2 separate regions of the Sus scrofa genome follow, and region 1 is linked to region 2. The links are chromatin contacts, called in public promoter capture Hi-C maps. All regions are on one chromosome and are shown on one strand. The core of a region is the stretch at or near the end of the contact, and the rest is flanking DNA. Distances in the headings are between cores, read along the strand shown.

Evidence for each region. Promoter capture Hi-C pulls out the DNA fragments that hold promoters and counts their contacts.
Region 1: a contact with region 2 is called in a promoter capture Hi-C map of fetal liver, with 3 times the contacts expected there. The contact joins the promoter of GADD45G here to the enhancer-like site in region 2. A contact is called at or near these places in 2 of 5 promoter capture datasets (fetal liver and liver), 12 of 47 Hi-C or Micro-C datasets (embryonic fibroblasts, epiblast stem cells, fetal heart ventricle and 5 more) and 2 of 2 datasets of contacts at active chromatin or transcription factors (alveolar macrophages and skeletal muscle).

Annotation. Positions count from the first base shown.
Region 1 is chr14:1,160,723-1,168,025 of Sscrofa11.1, forward strand. It overlaps GADD45G (growth arrest and DNA damage inducible gamma), which reads left to right and starts at 5,278. Exons shown (of 4, transcript NM_001185129.1): 1 at 5,278-5,423; 2 at 5,685-5,786; 3 at 5,917-6,130; 4 at 6,210-6,816. The coding sequence starts at 5,371. The coding sequence ends at 6,320.
Region 2 is chr14:1,286,982-1,294,071 of Sscrofa11.1, forward strand. No RefSeq gene overlaps it. Among named protein-coding and RNA genes, the nearest start is that of GADD45G, 120 kb to the left of the region's middle. Within about 2 kb of position 3,905, at least 23 of the 83 cell types and tissues checked have an H3K27ac peak or open chromatin away from gene starts, as enhancers often do. A contact at or near this core is called in embryonic fibroblasts, fetal liver and skeletal muscle, where this site is marked.

The sequences.
Region 1 (7,303 bases), core at 4,028-6,527, 120 kb before region 2:
TCTGGGGGCCAGGCTGGGGGCTAAATGTGCCAGCAGGCCTAATGTGATATTTGCAAGATGTTTAGAGTAACATGAAAAGCGTGTGCCACCCACCCCCACCTACAGAAACAAGTCAGACGTGAATTTGCGAGTTGTTTTAGAACACCGCGCACCAAACAAAACCTGAATGTGAGCCAAACGGTGACCAGGCGTGACCTTTAGAAACTCCCCCTGAGGTTCAGGAAGGGGCAAAGGGCGGATCTTCACTTCACGGCGGGGGTGGACTGAGGCTCCGAAGACTTGGGCACACAGTCAAGCCCGATAGGACAGCTCATGTGTGGCTTGTCAGGATTCTCAGCTAGTGTCACTGCCCATGGCTGTGACACGTATCACAGATCATTTCTTACTTATGAGAGACAAAGTACCCGGTGCATAAATGATGCCCCTCCCATAATTCAGGGATTTCACTGAGCGAATGTAACTCTCCCACCTGCTACGCAATCGCTCACCCAAGAATAATTGCTTCTTCCAGAAAGCCCTCTCCATGTGGGGAGTGACCCCAGATGTCCTGCTTGTGCTATGTGGGGACTTCCCCTTTTCCGTTTCCTGTTTCCTGTCCCAGCTGTCATCTGAAGCCTCTGCCTCGCAGCCCTCACATTTCACCCGGGGATGCCTGCCCACCCACCCCCCGGGGCCGGGCGATGGGTGGGGGGGCGCCACTGTACCCTGCCTGTTGGACGCTGGGATGCATCTGAGATGACGCTGCTGGATTTTAAGTAATAGGTTTGTGCCTTGCACCGAGATTTGTTTTGTTTTGTTTTTTGAGTTAACATAGTCAATGCTGCATTGCTGTTCACCCCACCGTCTATGAGTTTTGGAGAATAAACCCAATACTCTTTCTGAAACTCAGGAAGGCCTAGAGAAGGGTCTGGACAGAGAGGGTTGAGGATGAGGGAGTAAGAGCAAGGCCCAGACCTTTTGGAGAGGGGCCAATCCAGATCGCTGCAAAAGGAGACACGTCCTACAGAATCTGGGACACCAATGATGCTTACTCTATTTAAGCTCATCTTTTTTTTTTTTTTTTTTTTTTTTTGGTCTTTTTGCCTTTTCTAGGGCTGCTCCCATGGCATATGGATGTTCCCAGGCTAGGGGTTGAATCAGAGCTGTAGCCCTACACCAGATCCACAGCAACTTGGGATCCGAGTCACGTCTGTGACCTACACCACAGCTCACGGAAACACCAGATCCTTAACCCACTGAGCAAGGCCAGGGATCGAACCTGCGACCTCATGGTTCCTAGTCAGATTCGTTAACCACTGCGCCACGATGGGAACTCCTCATCTTTTTTTTTTAGGGCTGCACTGGAGGCACATGGAGGTTCCCAGGCTAGGGATTGAATCGGAGCTATAGAGGCCAGCCTACACCACAGCCACGGCAATGTGGGATCTGAGCCGTGTCTGCGACCTACACTACAGCTCACGGCAATGCCAGATCCTTAACCCACTGAGCAAGGCCAGGGATCGAACCCGGAAACTCATGGATACTAGTCGGATTTGTTTCTGCTGTGCTATAACAGGAACTCTCTAAGCTCATCTTTTAAGAACTTGACAGTTTTATGTTGTTTTCAAACTTCGGTTCCTTTTCAAAGTTTGCAAATGCAAAGGGGATGAGCAGGTCACATAAAAGAACAAAGCACCTGGGTATCTGCAAAGGGGCATGGTGGGGACTTTGGTGAGGTGAACAACACTGCTCGGCCTGGGGGGGGTCCCTGGGTCCTCCTCCAGGTGATGGTCACCGTGGTGGTGGGGGAGGGGTGGCTGCAGGCACATGGCGTCCACATCTTGCCATTTTTCAAGAGAAGCGGGAAATTCAGATTTTTTTTTTGTCTTTTTTTTTGCTATTTCTTGGGCCACTCCCCCGGCATATGGAGGTTCCCAGGCTAGGGGTCGAATTGGAGCTGTAGCCACTGGCCTATGCCACAGCCACAGCAACGCGGGATCCGAGCTGCGTCTGCAACCTACACCACAGCTCACGGCAACGCCGGATCATTAACCCACTGAGCAAGGCCAGGGACCGAACCCGCAACCCCATGGTTCCTACTCGGATTCGTTAACCACTGAGCCACGACGGGAACTCCGGGAAATTCAGATTTTTATGTGAGAGTGCCTAAAGAAAGATAGCAATGACTTTTGACATTTCTGAAGGAACCTTCCCTGCAGGCCGCACCGAGCTCTGGGTAGCCTGTCTGTGCCCTGCAGCCTCTGTGAGGCTGTCCTCATAAGGGGACTGAACCTGCTATTTAATGACAGAGCTAGGGCACACTCTGAAAGCAACTAATTTCAGAAAATGCAAAGGGGACTGGCTTATAAAGTTTACTGCTTGCCTAAACTTACTAATTTGCATACCCAAATGAATAGTGATCTCCACCCAGCATTTTAGTCAGATCACGGCAGTGACCGAGAAGTTTTAATAAACCAAAAGGTTTTTGAAACAGAGCATCCCCGAGGCTGTCCCTTTAGTAAAGTCACCATCACCTTCCTGATTAAGATCAGGGGAAGGTTTAGGGGTGCAGTCATAGGGAGTTTGGGTGACATCACCGCCTCTTAGGACTCAAGGCTGACACTTGGGCTGAAAGTGGTTTGGGGGATGGGGGGGCCGCACAGCAGGATGGATGGGCATTGGCTATTGTCAACCATCTTCTGTCTCTGGGTGGGCCGGGAGGGCACCCAAAGATACTTGTAATGGGGTGCTGGCTTTGCCCCCCTCCTCCCCTTAGTCTGACCAGCAAACTTGAAATGGGCTGTTCCTGACCCAGTAGCTTTTGCATTTGTCTAAACTGCAGGGGTGGGGGCTGGGGGGTAGGGGTGGGAGGTGGGGGTGGGGGTAGGGGTGGGGGGTGGGGGGTGGGGGTGGGGGTCTAGTGGAGGGCCCTCTTAGCTTCCAGACACAATGTTTCTTTCCTAATTGTGATGAAGGCTTTGGGGCCATTCTGCCTGACCCAATAAACCCATGTGAAGCCATATCCTATGTCAGAGAGGTGGGTTTTCCTGAAATTGAATACCTTAAAAATGTGAGTGAAGTAGAATAGCCCCCAGGGGTTGTCAATCAGCCTTCTTCCTCCAGGCTGGCTCAGTGCCAACTGGAAAAGCTGTCTCCTGTCCCCCCCTCCCCAGGGGCCTTTCTCTAGGAGGAGGGGCTGAGGCCTGCTGTGGGGGGAGATTTCTAGTGTTTTAAGTTGGGGGGTGGGTAAGCACTGAGATGTCAAATAGGTCTCATTTTTGCAACAATTCCTGGGGACATGGAACTAATACATTTTAAGGAGTGTTTAATAACTTACTTTTAAAAACGATTTTTATTTTTTCCATCATAGCTGGTTTACAGTCTTCTGTCAGTTTTCCACTGCACAGCAAGGTGACCCAGTCACACATACATGTATACATTCTTTGTCTCACATTATCATGCTCCATCATAAGTGACTAGATATAGTTCTCAGTGCTATAAAAACAGTTTGAGTGTTTAATAATTTAATTAGAGCAATACCTAAGTCTCAATCACTTAAGAAAAAACACTTTATCCAATCAAGGCCCACCATCATTTTAAACACCACCAACAACGAACGAGAAGATACAGTAGCAAATAATCACCGCCTGATGCCGTCTGACTCCCGCTGTTATAAAACGCCTCGGATTTCAGGGATATGAGGTAAGCAAAGACCCAATTCTTGGCATCAGGAAGTGGCCTGCTTTCGCAGCTGTCCTCTGGCAGCTGGCCACCGGGTGGCGCAAAACGCCAGCGCACTCGGCTGTTTTTCTTACCCGTTATCTCCGGTCTTGCACCAGAGCCTGGGCTTCCAGCGAATTCACCCCGGCCCGCAAACAGTCCTGTCCAGTCTCTAAGGCCTCATCTAGAAAAGAGGGGCAATGGAATGCACCGCAGCACTGGTTTCAACGTAGAGCAGAGAGATGCAGACACCAAAAGTGATAAGTTGAGTGAGCGAAGGGTCTTTTCGTTTGTCCCCAACTCCTTCCGGCGTGGGTTTTGCAGCCTTTCTTCTGACTTCTGTTAATACGCAGCTTGGAGGGAGCTCAGCCGACCCTACCAGGGCAGCTCCTTGACCAGGAGGCTGCAGGCCAAGTCACTAGTGGTCAATGCAAGTGTAGGGGAGGGAGGTGGTCAGGATCTTTCCTGCCGGCCTGTAGATGGCGCTCCGGGAAAGATATTCCGAGCCGCGTTCCCCAAGCTCTAGGGGCCTGGAGCCAAGGGGTCCGGGCTGAGCGCAGCCGGCTGTGTAAATGGTGCAGCAGCCAGGTGTTCCTTCCAACTGCCACCGCTGTTCCGCACGTGTGCAAGGACCCGGTGGGGCGGAATTACATGCAAACGTGCCGCTGGTGCAGCAGGGCCTGTGCGGGGGTGGGGGTGGGGAGCCGCGCACCGAGGAGGGCAGGAGCGGCACGCGGCCCCGACCCCCACGCGCCAGGCAGCCCGGCGACCCCCACGAGCGGCAGGGCCCTACCCACCCCACCCAGCGGCAGGTGGACAGTGTCGCTATGAAGAGAAAGCTTCGATTGTCCCTCCCACAAACCGCCACACGCCAGACCTCCGCTATTGTGCGTCCTCCATAGAAATGCAAACGAGCCGCGTGCGCCGGCCGCAATCTGCTCGGGAGCCCCGGCGCCCCGCAGCGCTCTGCAGAGGGCGGGGAGCTCGGGTGGGACTTTCCAGCGCGACGGGGTCGGAGCCTTGATTCTGCAGGGAGAACCTCGCATTCCGGGCCCTAGTGTCAGGTGGAGGGAGCTGCGCCCGGGCCTTTTGCAAGCTTAAAGCCAGGACTGTGTGTTTTTAAGTTCCGCTTTAAAAGCTACTGTCTCATAAACTCCAAATTAAGAGTAAAGAAAAAATAGAAAGGTAACAACAAAAATAAATGCAAAAATAAATTCATTAGATTCTCCAACGGTGCATTTCACAAATTGCAGCGTACTATTAGCTAGCAAGGGTTTGGCTTTTTTTTTTTTTTTAAACTTTTCCCTTTTAAAGACTTAAAAACAAAAAGGCTAGATGAAATCTGCAGGCTCCAGGCTGCCTGGTAACACCCCGACAAAAGCAGCAGATTTGAGGCATTGTCATCCCCCGCACCCCTCCCCACGTGGCCTTCTGGCACGAGCCGCCGGCCGCCGCCTCATTTGCATCAGAAAGCGGGCGCCGGCCAATGGGCGCGCAGGCTTGCGCCAGCTGGCGGCGCCGAAGACCCAGCCTATATAAAGGCGCGCGGCGGGACCCGGGCTCACTCGCTGGCGGTGGGCACGCCGAGCAGAGCTGCGGGCTGATCTCTCTTCGCTCGCGTCCGCTCCGCCCTCTGCTTTTGTGGATAACTTGCTGCTTGCGGATCGCAACATGACTCTGGAAGAAGTTCGCGGCCAGGATACGGTTCCAGAAAGCACGGCCAGGTAAGTCCGCGCTGAGCGCCGAACGTCTCAGGGCTCCGGGATCCTGGTCCTGCCCTGGCCGCGGCTGGTTGGGCGCAGTCTTCGAAACCTTCCGGGGTGGGGGTCCGCTGGGTAGAAGTCAGGCCCAAGTGTTTCCGCTGGGCTGGGGGTGCGGCACTGGGCTGGAGCGCCGGAGTCGGGCGCCGGGGGTGCCTCCCAGGGCTCGGGGGTCCTGGCTCACCCTCCGGCCTGTCCACGCTCATGGCGGTGGCTCCTCCACAGGATGCAGGGCGCCGGGAAAGCACTGCACGAGCTGTTGCTGTCGGCGCAGCGACAGGGCTGCCTCACCGCCGGCGTCTACGAGTCCGCCAAAGTCCTGAATGTGTGAGTATAGACGCGGTCCGGGCGAGGCGGCCGGGGGCGGGCAGAGCGGCAAGGGAGACCGGGGAGAAGGCGGCACGGGGCACCCGGGGCACACCGATCTGACCTCTTCACCTCCTTCTCGCTCGCGCAGGGACCCCGACAACGTGACCTTTTGCGTGCTGGCTGCTGACGAGGAAGACGAGGGCGACATTGCGCTGCAAATTCACTTCACTTTGATCCAGGCGTTCTGCTGTGAGAACGACATCGACATCGTGCGTGTGGGCGATGTACAGCGGCTGGCGGCGATCGTGGGCACCGGTGACGAGGCGGGCACGCCGGGAGACCTGCATTGCATCCTCATTTCGGTGAGTGTCGCCTCCATCCCGATGTCATCCCTGCCCTTGCCAGCGGCCAGCCCGGTTGACCTCTGGACTCTCTTCGCAGAACCCCAATGAGGACGCGTGGAAGGACCCCGCCTTGGAGAAGCTCAGCCTGTTCTGCGAGGAGAGTCGCAGCGTCAACGACTGGGTGCCCAATATCACCCTCCCCGAGTGACAGCCCGGCGGGGGTCTTGGTCTGATCGACGTGGTAACGCCCCGGGGCGCCTAGCGCGGGGCTGGCTCTGTGGATGCGCCCTAGGAGGGCGCCCGAGTGCGGCGTGGAGACTGGCAGGCGCCGGCGCGTGGAGAGCGGCGAGGAGGTGCGGCTCCCTCCCGAGGAGGGGCCCGGCGGCGACAGGGGCAGGCTGGCCCCAGCCCAGGACTCTACAAGTGTGGGGAGCGGTTGCTCGCCCAGGAAGGCCGGAGGCGGGACGTTGGCCGCGCGGCCGGGAAGGACAGACTGGCCGGGCAGGCGTGACTCAGCAGCCTGTGCTCCCGGCAGAAAGGAGGGGAAAGGCAAGGCCAGGAGGCCTGGACTTGTACAGTAACAGAAGCTCTGACGGACTTAGCAGTAGGCACTGCTGTTTCAAAACGGATCCGGGCGATGCTTCGTTTTCTAAAGGATTATGCTGCTGCAGCGTTGAGTCTTACAATAAACTTACTGAAAAAAACTTAACTCTCTTTATTGAGGGCAGGGGATCTTTGTCTGAGGGGAAGGTGGTTAGCGGGATTGCTGACGATTTCTGAAATTCCCGGAACTCGCTGGCACCTGTTCCATCTTCCTGTTAGGGCTGAATTACAGGCTCCCGGGGTGCTCGAAGTGGGGGAGGGGGCGTTGGCTGGGTGTTAGCAGAACTTGAGCCGTGCCCTCCTCTCCCTTTAGGAAGATTTTTACACTCGCAAGATAGGAGCATACTTGGGATAAGCCATCAGTGCAGCAGCTGGCCATCCAACCTGATAACGGAGGCCTTTCCTTTCCCTCCCCTCCTCCTTCTCTCCCCTCTGCCCCCTCCCTTCCAACAGCTGCTTATCGAACAGCTTGCAGGATGCAGGCAGCTCCTTCCTGTGCAATGAGCATTGCCTTCTGCAGGGGCTGCCCTTTGTGGTCCCTGAGGATGGCGGCAGACTGCTCTGAGGAACCTTTTTATCTCAAAGGGA
Region 2 (7,090 bases), core at 2,655-5,154:
TGTTACGACAGCCCTGGCACACTACCGCATCTACATGGAGGACACGGAGAACCTTTGCAGAAAGAGCTAAAAGAAGACTTGAACCAAGTGAGCAAGGCACCCCATTTGCAGGTGGAAGAAATTGCCTGCAGGAGGGTGCCTTGCAGCTGTGGGGCTCCTGTCAGAGGAAGGCTGGGGTTTCCTTCCGGAATATCAGGAGGGTGCCCCTGCTGGCAGTGCTTTGGGGAAATGGGACACATTGCCCCCGGCCCAACAATGGCTCACGGACCAGGGCAAAGCTGGCTGCTCCTTGCTTCCTCGGACCCTTTCCCCCTGCCCCCACTCTCGCCAAGCCACTTCCCTGGCAGGGAGCCTGCAGAGGCAGGAGCCCCGGCCCTTGCATTGGATGGCAATGTCATCTCACTCCCTGCAGGGGAGGCTTGGTCCATCCTTCTGAGACGCTCCTGTGATGAACAGACCATTGGAGGGGTCGGGGGGAGGGTGAGTTTGTCTCAGGGAGTTTTCATTACGTCACCCGCACTGTTAGGCTCTCCCTTGACGTGGGTTTTGTCCTGTAGGCAGGGCAGTGCGGGGCCAGGCGGGGCTGTCGGGGGCAGAGGGGAGTGCGTCCCAAAGGTCTTGATAACGCCTGCAGAGCCTCCGCTGGCACTCAGCCCCAGTGAGCTCACCCCGGGAAGGTCCCTGACCTCATTCCTACAGGGTGTTTTCCTGGCTTCCTGAGTCGCCAAGATTAGCTGCATTTCCCCCTCTTAGGAACCGCAGCTTGATCTGCCGCAGGAGGTCCTGCAGCTCTGCACGCCTGCAGGGGGCTTGAGCGCTCGCAGGGAGGATCCCCAGGTTACCAGCCTGGCTGGGGTTGGGCCTTGGTGAGACTTCAGTGATGGCCTGACCCATGCAGAGACGGGTGATACACGCATTTCTCTTACGATCCGAAGGCCTTTTTCCCCAGTCAAATAGTTTAAAGGCTTGAAATCTGGTTCATCTGGAAGTGACCACTCTTGCATCTCGGGGTGGTTGTTAAAATGCACATTCCTAGACCCCTTGCTAACAATTTTAATACAGATTGTGTATGTGTATGGTGTGTTGTGTGCATATGTGTGTGATGTGGTACGAGATGTGTTATGTTGTGTGTATATGTTCGTGGTGTGGTATTTGTGGTGTGCGTGGTGTGTATATGCATTGTGTGTGTGTGGTATGTTGTGTGGTACGTGGTGTATGTGTTATGGTGTGTATTCGTGTGCGTGTGTGTATGTTGTGTAGTCTGTGTGTGTGTGGTGTGTATATGTGTTGTATGCATGTGTGGTGTATGTGCACTGTGTGTGTGTGGTATGTTGTGTGGTGTGTATGTGGGGGGTGTATGTGTAGTCTGTGTGTGTGGTGCGTGTGTGTGTGTGTGTGGTGTGTGTATATGCATTGTGCATGTGTGGTGTATGTGTAGTGTGTGTGTGTAGTATGGTGTTTGTGGTGTGTATGTGTATGGTGTGTGTGGGTGTGGGTGGTGTATGTGTAGTGTGTGTGGTTTATACGTGTGTTGTGTGTAAGTGTGCCTACGTATGGTGGGAGGCGACAGGGAGCTTCATTTGTTACCAGTGCTCCCAGTACAGAGGTTCTGGAAATCATATTGCTTCAAAAGCCTGGGTCAGGCCTGACAAGTGGGGAGGACAAAAGCAGTCTGGACAGTCAGTTAAAGAACCAGATCCCACGCTCAGTGGGGTGTTGGATTGCAGTAAACCCGGGCGCTCCTCTTCCTGCATCTCGTGAGAAGATCAGGGCGGCGCGGTCCCCAGCGCCCGTCTGTTTGTCCAGGGAGCAGTTTGTCAGGCAGCGGGAGTCAGTGGTCACACCCGCCCTCTGTGGTTGGGGGCCCAGTGAGTGTCAGCAGGCAGGACACTGTTTAGACAGAAAGGACTTGCCTTTCTGTCAACACTGGAGCATTTGTCTCCTGCGGGCTCCGTGGGAGCTGTTTACAGGAAGCCTCTGGAGCCCCTGGTGCAGCGACGGTTCTCAGGGCTGGTGCGGGGGCAGCATCCAGGCACCTGGTGTGGTTCTGCTCTCTGGCTTTGCCAATAACTCCAAGTCGAGTTTGGTTTAAAGGATATTTCTAGTTATCTACCGAACAACAAATTGATAGCTGCTTTCTTTTACCTAAGAAAGTTCCCATGTTGGTACTTTATTTTTTAAATTTGATTTAACTTTTTATTTTTTTAAATTAAAGTATGGTTGATTTACAACGTGGTGCCAGCTCTTGCTGTACCGCCGAGTGGGGAGTTTGGGGTTAGTAGATGAAACTATTACATTTAGAAAAGCAATGAGCTCCTAACGAACATCTAGTCTCCTGGGTATGATGGAAAAAGAATGTGCCTGTATGTATGACTGGTTCACTTTGCTGTGTGGTACTGGTACTTTAGATACTTTGGTCTTTCAAAATTAATTTTTATTGTGCAATATTTGAGTTTGTGGCATCTGGGTCCGAGTTTAAGTCTTTTCTATGAGATAGTCTCTTTTCTTATGATATATGGTATGATACATATGTCTATCTATATCTAAACTATCTAGCAGTGCACCATATATACCATGTAGCCTAACTGGATAAAAGTGCAATAACCTACTTTCTCTCCCCACCAGCTCTCCCAGTGCCTTCATTTCAGATGGGAAGGGCTTCTCAATTGTCCCCAACCTAGTGATTCAGGCTCCCAGCTCCCATTTCATCAGTGTGTGGTTGTCTCGCCGACATGGCTCTTGCTGTTGGGTGCCCCCTGTGCCTTGTTCCCTGTGCACATCCAGTCCACCGCGGTCCACGAGAGAGGCGTCCTGCCTGGCCCTGACCTCTGCAGGTCTGCTCCTTGTCCTCCTTGGCCACCTTCAACGTGGGGACTTTGCCCGCTGCCCAGCACTGTTACAGCTCTCTTCCCTGCAGCCTCCCTCTGGGTTGTCTCTATTTCTCTCCAATGAGATTGTTCCTCTTTAAGGCTGACTGGAGTTCTTCCTTGCCTCCTTCCACCTCTAGGTCTCACCTAGACACTGATGCTTCTGGTGGGCAGGCCCGGCTGAAGGCTGCTCACTGCCTTGGGGTTTGCTGTTGCTGCCACCATGCAGGATGAGGGGAGAGAGGTGTGTGTTCTGAGAGCCCCAAGGGCCCCCTTGACTCTATAGTCTTGGGCTTTCAAACTCCTGTGTATCAGCAGAAACATCTCTTTAAATGTCCAATATGCACAACAGATGGGACAGAGCCTGCCCAGCTGTGGTGGTGGGCCCCGTTTACTTCTCACACCCCACATAGCACCCCAGGGAGGCTTGAGAAACCCAAAGCCTTAGGGACCACAGGGCGTGCTATTTGAGCACTTTACCCCTAATAATTACACAAAAGGGCTCCAGGATTTTTTTTTTTTTTTTTAAAGGGCTGCACCTGCTGCATATGGAAGTTTCCAGGCTAGGGGTGGAATTAGAGTTGTAGCTGTCAGCCTATGCCATAGCCACAGCCAGAGAGCCACAGCAACATGGGATCTGAGTTATGTGTGCGACCTACACCACAGCTCATGGCAATGCCAGATCCTTAACCCACTGAGCGAGGTCAGGGATTGATCTCTTGTCATTATGGATATTAGTCGGGTATGTAACCCGGTAAGCCACAATGGGAACTCCCCAGAATTTTTCTTTTTTTCCTTTTGGGGCTGAAGAAAACAACATTTGAATGGGTTTTTAGTTGGAGAGGAAAGACTCCTTTCGTTAAAACGCCTTTTGTGTTTGCCCTTTCCTCTTCTTTGTGTTTTCAGGGAAAGTTGGAAAGGAAGAATTGATTCTGCTGTTTGGATGAGCCACTTTCCCCGTGCAGGTGGAGGAAGGCCTCGGCCCAGGAAACAGGAGAGTGTACAAACAAAGCATCTATTCTATAAATAGTCCTCCCTAGGCATGACTCAGGGGGCCTGGACCAGCCACTCCAGCCACGCAGGCTGACGAATCCTGTGTTACGGAAACGTTGCAAAAGCAGCTTGTAATTTGTTGTTCTTCATTCCTATGTTGCTTTGAGAGAGCGAGAGAGAGAGAGGGGCTGACTTTCCTTCCTTGGCGGATCATAACCCACATCACTGCTGATTTGAAAAAATCATTGTGTCCTGGACAATCACAGTGTCCGTCGTTCTTGGAAGACAGATGTGGAGGCCACCGTGCTCTGTGTCGTGCAGCTCCGAGGTCGAGTAAAAGAGCAGGATCCCGGCCTGCAAGGTCAAGGAAATAACACACAGCTGCTCTGTACAGCTCTTCTTGCTGGTTGGCAGATGTGCACGCAGCAACAGGGAAAACCATCTTCTCTTTTGAAAACAGTGGTGATTTACAGAGAAAGTGTATTACGTGGCTGGTACATACCTGTCTAGAAAGCTTAGGTTGAAGGCAGCATCATAAGAAAATCAACCCCCACTCCCCCCCGCCCCACCCTGGCAGCCTGAATCCTTTTGTGGGAAATTGTTTTCCAGATAATTCTGCTGTCCTTGGGGCTTTTGGAACAAGGAGAGTGATTTAGTATCTTCCAGAGACTTCTGTAATTCCCGGGCTCTGGGCCACGCTCTGTCCGTGTTTTCTTCCTCTGGTTCCGTGCAAAGAGGATGGGGTGCTGGGAGGTACGTTCGCAGAAGGACCCGGGATTTTAATCGTCAAGAGCTGGCAACCCTGTCAGAGACTTGGGACAGGATATCAGTCTTTGTTTTACGGCCTAAGTTGAGGCAGGAGTTTTGTGAATTTTCTCTCTGACGCTGCCGTCACAAAGACTTATCGGTGGCCTGGCAGTTGAAAAGGTCACATTGGGATTTCTTAATCCTGGGTCCACAGACCTTTAGGCAGCCACTGGAATGTTTCGGGGGGCGGGGTGGGGATTGCGAATGTGGATGAGGATGCACTGTGGCTTCCGTTTCACTAGCCTCTCGCTTCCACATTGCTGTCTGCCCTGTTGACGGGACCTTGGACCACCCATCGGCAGGATCACAGCTCACCTCCTTTTGGGACAATTGTTGCAGACACCTTAACATTCCCCCTTATGCTTATCAACGCCTCAATGTGGTAGTTCATAGAGCAACTCCTGATTCGTGATTTAGTATCTTTGTGAAGAACCTTTCAAATTATAACAATTATTTTTTATAGCTCGAGTTCACTCTGATTGGTTTCCTTCGTAATTCTGCACATTTTATGAATTTAATTAATTAATTAATTTTTTGTCTTTTGAGGGCCTCACTGGCACATGGAGGTTCCCAGGCTAGGGGTCTAATTGGACCTGCAGCTGCCGGCCTATACCACAGCGATAACAATGCAGGATCCCAGCCACGTGCATCTGCAACTTACACCTCAGCTCACGGTAATGCCAGATCCTCAACCCACTGAGCAAGGCCAGCAATCAAACCCGCAACTTCATGGTTCCTAGTCAGATTCGTTTCTGCTGTGCCATTAAGGGAACTCCCTCATTTTATTAATTTAAAAACACTATTCCATGAAGGGGTCTATAGGTCTTGTCAGCCTGCCTTAGAAATCCATGCACAGACATTGTTCAAAACCCCGTGGGAGGAGTTCCCTTCATGGCTGAGCGGTTAACGTTCCCGACTAGGATCCATGAGGATGTGGGCTCCGTCCCTGGCCTCCCTCAGTGTGTGGGGATCCTGCGTTGCTGTGAGATATGGTGTGGGTTGCAGACATAGCTCGGATCCCGCACTGCTGTGGCTCTGGTGTAGGCCGGCAGCTGCAGCTCCCACTCGAACACTAGCCTGGGAACTTCCCTATGCCACAGGTATGGCCATTAAAAAAAAATTATAGTAGTAAGAAAAAAAAGATAATGTCAATGGACAGAAAGACAAACTCTGGTCCAAAATGCGCTTTAAGAGTTCTTCTGGGGAGCTTGGATTTTTGTGGTGGTGAAGCATGTAGTAATTCCTGATGTGGTCACTTTCGGGACGGTCATCAATATTCAATTGATAATCTTTTTTTGCTTTTTTTTTAGGCAAATGAGCATACTTAGCTTTCATAATCAGAATGCAAAGTAGCAAAACACCAGAAACTTTCATGGAATCAGCAAGAGCAGAGGTAGTTCTACCTACTAGTTAATTTCATTGAGGGAAGCAAAGTCCTTTGGAAAAGAAATTGACAATGATTTCACTTTTTGTTAGTTTCCTATTTTCTGTTTAGTCCGGGTTTTTTTTTTTTTTTTTTTTTTTTTTTTTGTGATCTTCTGAGCCAGATACTTTTTTAAGAGGCATACCAAGCAGGTAAGGATTCCACAGAGTACGTATTCTGGATGGGCAGCCTTGCTGCCAGCAAGTGTGGGGACCACTGTGTTTCACCCACTCCATCTGTGCTGGGGAGACAGGCACACAGGCTCAGAGTTGCCTGTCTTTTCTTTGCCACTGGAGATGCTACTGCCATGCGTGATCTTCGCAGGCAACTCAGAACAACAATCAAGCCCAGATTCCATGTGTGAGCCCAGCATTCAGCACTGTTGATTCTTGCTGGGTGAGAAATGGGAAGTGCCAACATCTTTTGCTTGTGCTCAGAAACGAAACAAAACAAACCAACTCATGTGGCTTAGCAAACATTCTGCATTACTTTGTGTAAGTGAGACATTTAGAATTCGGATGAAGGGGATGCGAAGATCCCATGGGACCAGGCATTTCCTTACTCACCCAAAGTGAGTAGGAGGTCCGCTCCCAGCACCCTGGCCTCCCTCTCAGATGCGGTGGTAACATGCAGATAGGCCTGGGGGGTGCAGGGCTGGCAGTGCTGCTACTCCATTTCCTAGGGCATGGTGGGCACGGGAACCACTGGGAAAGCCAGGATTCAACATGCGCCATCTCCCACGTGACTGCAAAAGAGTCAAATTTCAAGGGCTGGACAAGCATGGAACCTTCCAGTCCATGAGCATGATGCTTTGCTAAATAGCCTAAGGACACTTCCCTCTGCAAAGCTTTCTGTCTCCCACCCACTGATCTTCCCACAGAACACGTGTCCTCTCTTCCCTTTGACCCTTGAGTCTTTGCATAGATCTTGCACAAAATTCTCTTATGCCTCCTACATGCTTTATTGTAATTGCTGGCTTGTGTGCCAGTCACCTGGATAA